2 separate regions of the Capra hircus genome follow, and region 1 is linked to region 2. A link is a contact called in public Hi-C data. All regions are on one chromosome and are shown on one strand. Each heading gives the region's core, a stretch centred on a gene start, on an enhancer-like site or on the middle of the called end of the contact. The rest is flanking DNA. Distances are from core to core; before and after follow the strand shown. Region 1 has its middle 68 kb from the start of MALT1. Region 2 overlaps ALPK2 (alpha-protein kinase 2).

What was found. A called contact is a pair of places that touch in the nucleus more often than the background predicts.
Region 1: a Hi-C map of blood shows a contact between it and region 2, with 6 times the contacts expected there. The contact joins two enhancer-like sites. A contact is called at or near these places in 4 of 5 Hi-C or Micro-C datasets (blood and liver).

Annotation. Positions count from the first base shown.
Region 1 is chr24:58,036,105-58,039,001 of ARS1.2, forward strand. No RefSeq gene overlaps it. Among named protein-coding and RNA genes, the nearest start is that of MALT1, 68 kb to the left of the region's middle. Within about 2 kb of position 1,602, at least 3 of the 5 cell types and tissues checked have an H3K27ac peak or open chromatin away from gene starts, as enhancers often do.
Region 2 is chr24:57,831,857-57,835,031 of ARS1.2, forward strand. The region is part of intron 3 of ALPK2 (alpha-protein kinase 2); the gene reads right to left. Among named protein-coding and RNA genes, the nearest start is that of MIR122, 61 kb to the left of the region's middle. Within about 2 kb of position 1,320, at least 2 of the 5 cell types and tissues checked have an H3K27ac peak or open chromatin away from gene starts, as enhancers often do.

The DNA of each region.
Region 1 (2,897 bases), core at 352-2,851, 200 kb after region 2:
AAGGGGCGGGAAAGAAGACAAGGAACGGTGGAGGCCGCGTGGAGGTGGAGGCGGGCACGCGCGGCACAGCCGCAAGCTGAGCGCGCGCCCTACACGCTGCAGACGCACGGGGAGGCGTGCCCTCCAGACTCTCCCACGGGAGAACGGCCCCGCCAAGACCCCACTTTCTGCCCGTTGATACGAAGTTTGGATTTCTGGCCTCCAGAACTGGAAGACAATAAATTTCTGTTGTTTCATGACGCCAAGCTGGTGAAAATGGGTCGTGACAGCTCTAGGAACCCGCACAGGATGGCAGCTCCGACTCCAGCCCCGAGCGGCCTGGGAAGGACCCGGAGCAGCGCGGGCGGAGCCAGCCGAGCCGCCGCTCCCCGGCTGCTGTCAGTCTCGGGCGCCCCCTCCTGGCCCCAAGGCGGACGCGCGCCCCCGCCGGCCCAGACACTCACTGTCTCTAGAGAAACGGCAGAACGGAGGGGATCTCAACATTTGAAACAGAAGCTTGTCTCCAGGGAGGTGCCTGGTGGCCCAGTGGTTCGGATTTGGCGCCTTGGCCGTCGTGGCCTGGGTTCAGCCCCTCGTCGGGGTCCTGAGATCCCACAAGCCGCACGGCGTGACCCAAAAAATTTCTAAGAGAGGATTTTTAACCATGCGTTCTTTCCCCTCGTCCTGAATAACACAGCCAGCTCTGTATCCCGTGTCTCGCTCACACGCTCTGTCTTCTCCCCCTTCTCCGTACGCTCAGCTCCGCCGTGATGACCCAGCTTTCCTCTCGCTTCCTTGGCCCGCTCCTCCCGGACGGAGGACCGTTCCTGGTAGCCCAACCACGCACCTCCCGGGGGTCCCCTCTACCTTGTCACACAGAAATGAACTCAAACCTTCCCCCGCTGATCACAAACTACTGTCAGCTCACTTCAACCTAATCGGGTCCAAAACACACGAACAGCTCGTGGCGAAGATCCCCCTGGAGAAGCAAACGGGCCGACAGGCTACAGCCTATGAGACCGACAGACTTAGTGACTAACCCTCCCCAGCAGGGGAGCAGCTGACGCTCCCGGCCAGGAGGGGAGAGCCGGGGCGGCTCGCTGGTGGTGACATCCGCTGCACCCTCAGAGGAGGGATCCGACCCCAGTGAGAAACTCTGGGGCCTGAGCAGCAGCGACCAGCGGGCCTGAAGGGGTTGGGAGCCCCCTTTAAGGACTCCGGGTCTGCACCGTCCTCTGGGGCCTGCCCAGCTCTCTGGACCAGGCCTTACTTTGTTTTGTTGAGTTCTGGGTGGGTTCAGTTCAGTTCAGTTCAGTTCAGTCGCTCAGTCGTGTCCGACTCTGCGACCCTATGGACTGCAGCACCCCAGGCCTCCCTGTCCATCACCAACTCCCGAAGCTTGCTCAAACTCATGTCCATCGAGTGGGTGATGCCATCCAACCACCTCATCCTCTGTTGTCCCCTTCTGCCCTCAATCCTTCCCAGCATTGGGGTCTTTTCCAGCGAGTCAGCTCTTCCCATCAGGGGCCAGTGTTGGAGCTTCAGCTGCAGCATCAGTCCTTCCAGTGGTGGGTATGCGCCGGGAGCCCAGCAGAGGGCAGCGCAGGCTCGTTTGTCCTTCACTCTGCGTGGGTTTTTTACAACCTGCGAGCTTGCTTCCTGCTGCAGCCCAGAGCACAGGGAAGGCCGGAGCCTCGGGAAGGGCTGCTGGAGCAGCGGAGCAGCGGTGTTTGCAGCCACTCGGCCAAGCCACAATGAGGCCTTGCCAGTGGCCATGCCCCTCCTGACCTCTCACCGCTTGACTCTGGTGCTGCAGTCCGTGGGGTCAAAAAAGAGCCAGACACGCCTGAAGCCACCTAGCACTCACATAACTGGGATCCAATATACCTAACCCTGAGCATCCCCGTCTAAACCATTTCAAGGGCACCGTTCAGTACTGGCCAGTGTGCACAGAATGCTCCCACTCTAGAGTTTGTGATTTCTCATGGACAGAACCCGAGGCACAGCTATGGTGAAAGTCAGAGAAAAGGCCAAGACCTGGAGATTGCTTCTGTTGAGAAAGGAGGAATTCCAAGGTGCGACCCAGAGGCTTCTCAGGCTATGGTACACCTACGCACTTTCCAGACCCCTCTGCCTCGAGGGGCTGGGTGGGGGTTTCCTGTCCACTTCAGTCTCATCTGCCCCCAGCCCTCCCCAGACACTAGCCGGACAAAACCTACAACTCAACTGGGAGTCACGGGGAGCACCCCCAAAGGGATCCCTGCCCACGTTCAGAAACAGGACCAAAGGTTATTCAAAGTGAAAGAAAGTGAAAGTCGCTCAGTCGTGTCCGACTCTTTGCGACCCCATGGACTATGCAGTCCATGGAATTCTCCAGGCCAGAATACTGGAGTGGGTAGCCATTTCCTTCTCCAGGGGATCTTCCCAACCCAGGTCTCCCGCATTGCAGGCAGATGGGAATGAGCCACAAGGGAAGCCCACAAGTTATTCAAAATCCTCTCAAATATCACTCTGAAAATAATCTGTACAGTACGTAAATGGAATGTCAATGGGAAGTGATGATAATTGTGCCCCCAAAACATTTTAGACTTCCCTGGTGGCTCAGTGATAAAGAATCGGCCTGTCAGTGCAAGAGACAAGGGTTCAATCCCTGGATCGAGAAGATCCGCTGGAGAAGGAAATGGCAACCCAGTCCCATGTGCTTGCCTGGAAAATCCTAGGACAGAGGAGCCTGGCGGGCTATAGTCCATGGGGTCGCAGACACGACTTGGCAACTAAAATGGCAGAACACTTTAAGCCGTAAGATGCATTCAGGGTCCTTGGCCTTTGATGAGCTCCAAAGTGAGCAAGACAGAATTTGAATCCCCAATAATAACAACAGCTAGTATTTAGGCAGGTCCTGTGAGCCTGACACAATG
Region 2 (3,175 bases), core at 70-2,569:
TTCCTAAGTCTGCCAGCCCTGTCCACAGCCTGCTGTGGGTTCTGAAGACGGAAACCGGGATGGGGGATTCAGGGCAAGGCATAATGTGGCCGGCTGAGCTGAATGAGGGTCACGGAGAGAGAGGCTTGATCAGGCGGCCACGGGGCTTTGGGAGAGGGCCCCCTTTTGTGTGGGATGGGTGGGGGGAAAAAACAGATGAAGGAGCTGAAACGAGGCCCAAGAGGGAAGCTGGGTTTATCTTCTGTGTATATTCTGGCCAAGGGTTGAGGGCAAAGGCTTGAGAAGTCCCCTGGTGACGATAAAGCTCTGGCTGCACTAAGCTTCGAGTGTCAAAGTGTACTCAGTTTGTCCTTTCCGTCATCCAAGTCATCCCTCACACCCAACACCGCCTCCCCGCCCCCAAGGCTGTGCTTCCTGGGGCTACAGCCCTTCGCCCCTGGGAGGTCGAGCAGCTCCAGATCAAACCCTCCGACAGCACCTGGTCGGTCCTCTCTCCCGCGGAGACAGACAATTCCAAATGTGACTCCCACCCACGCCGCCTCTGGGCTGAAACCACTCGATTCTTTAAAGCACAGTTCCACTCTATTTAAATGTTTTGAAACATATCACTAGAATACGGTTGGATACCTCTTTGGGAAGTCATTTCACGTGTGGTCCCTTTCTGCAGCCGAGGCTGCGGGCCCCTCTGACACGGATGGGGAGTGAGGTCTCCGCTAAGGAGCCTCTCCCTGGCGTTAGAGGGCTGCAGTGTTGTGCCCCAGTCCAGGGCTGGCGTGTTACGTCGCCACCATCTCTTCTGACTTTTACCAGGTTTTGTGGGAAAGAGCTCGGAAAGAGGTGGCTGCAATCTTGGGTTATGGGATGCAGTTTGGCATTGATGCGATTCCCCTAAGCAAAGCAAAGCTGACTGCAGTTACCAGGACTCTGAGCCCCCAGGAGTCTGAAACTTGAAACAGAGACCCCCGGGGACTTCAGACACAAAGGGCAGGGTGAGATGAAAATAAATTTTATACTTAAATTTGAAAGAAAACCCATGCCACTTTTAACAGAAACAAATGGTTACAGACTCCTGGATTGTACCTAAATGTTTTTCTGTAAATCTTCTTTAGCACGTGGTCTAATTATACCAGTCAGCTGCACTGGTTGATGTTTTGAATTTTTAATCTTATTTGAAGTAACATTATAACGGGCAGAAAGTATACAGCCACTCGCTATGCACTAAGGATTTCTTCTCACAGGGCCGCGACAGGTTCCGCCCAAGCTACCCGTCCCGGAGGACAGAGCCTCCTGGCCACGGGCAGCCCAGCCATCTTCTCCACCTTTTGACCTGCTCTGCCTCTGGAAGTGAGCACAGTGAAGAGCTGCAAGTGCAAGATACAGAATGCACTCTACACCAGAACCACTCCATCTCTTAAAACTGGCCTCGTCAACCTCCTTTCCAAATAAAGCTTTTCCCTCCCTCTCACCAAAACTCCGGCGTTTGGCTTCTCTGGTGGCTCAGTGGTAAAGATTATCCGCCTGCCAACGCAGGAGACACAGGTTCAGTCCCTGGTCCAGGAAGACGTCACGGAGCAGCTAAGCCCGTGGGCTGCAGCTACTGACGCCTGCACTCTGCAACACGAGAAGCCGCCGCACCGAGTAGCCCGAGAGCCGAGCTAGAGAAGAATTCTCGCAGCGGAGACCTCACCCAGCCAAAAATAGATGAAAAAATTTACAGCGCGTGTTGTCGTCTGTAACTGGGTTCAGATGTAACTATTCTTTTAAGTTAGAGACCTGGACTTGGATGATCAGTGTCCCTCTCCTCCTCTAAACCTAAGTCCAACCTTCTGCCTTTCAACAGCTCCTGATGCGGAAGTGCCACACAAAGGCTGAACACCTCTCTCATTGTGTCTGCAACACCTTCTTCCGTGGGAGTGAGTCAGTCTAGCAAACTCCTCCCCTCCCATCTCAGCAATCTTCAGCTCCCATTCAGACCTCCTTCTAGATACACTGCGCTCTGAGCAAACTTGGTTTCCCAAACTTTGGGGTCTGTTTTACCCCTAGAAATCGTTTTTAAACTTTCCCGCACCACGGAATTCCCATTCACCTCTCTGAGGGCCTCCAGTGTTAAAAGAACCAGCGAGCTCCTTGGTGGCTCAGCGGTAAAGAAAGCTCCTGCCGACGCAGGAGACACAAGAGATTTGGGTTTGATCCTTGAGTCAGGAAGATCCTCTGGTGTAGGAAATGGCAACCCACTCCATTATTCTTGCCTGGAGATTCCTATGGACAGAGGAGCCTGGCGGGCTACAGCCCATGGGGTTGCAAAAGAGACAGACCCAACTTAGTGACTAAACCACCACCAAGGCCATGACGCACCCAAGGGCACGTGCCCGTGTTGGTCGGAGTGACTGAAAGCTCAGTCCTTTTATATGCTGTGATACAGCCTCTTAGTACAAACCGTTTATTCATAACAAAGGAACAAGGCATTACAAAATTCACTGCCTCAAAAGACATCCAAAGGCTACATTAGAGATGGCATGAGCTTAATGTCAGTTACTAAAGTCCCCGAATTTCACGGCACTCCAACGACCACCTCGGGATCCCTGATGGCTGATACTGTGGTCCTTTCCCGGCCTCAGTGCTGGGCCCTGACACACTGCACACTTAAAAAAAGTTCTTTTTGGACTTTTTTTAAAAACAAAAACTAGCTCCTCCTCCAGTCTTCCTGTTTTAGTAAACAGCAACCCCGTAACTTAACAGTAGCTCAGGCTAACATCATGGAGTCACCCTTGCCTTCTTTCTCTCACAGCCTCCCTCCCATCCGTTAGTGGGTTCCCGTGGTTCCTACCTACAAAACTTCTACAGAATGTCATCACTAGTCACTGCTATGCATCGCTACCATCTTGGTCCAAGTCATCTCTCACCTAGATTACTGCAGGCTAATGCTTGTTTCTTTACTGTTTTTTGAAGGATAATTAAACAGGAAGCATCCTAACCACGTGCTCCCTCAGTTAAGCCCATCAACAGGCAGCCTGTACCAATGGTGCTCCCAGTAGGTCCCCAGGAGCTCAGTAGAAATGTACTTTCTCCTGAACCAGAAACTCTAGGTCAGGCTTCCCAGGTAGCTCAGCTGGTAAAGAATCCACCTGCAATGCAGGAGACCTCCTGCATCGGGAAGTTTCCCTGGAGAAGGGAT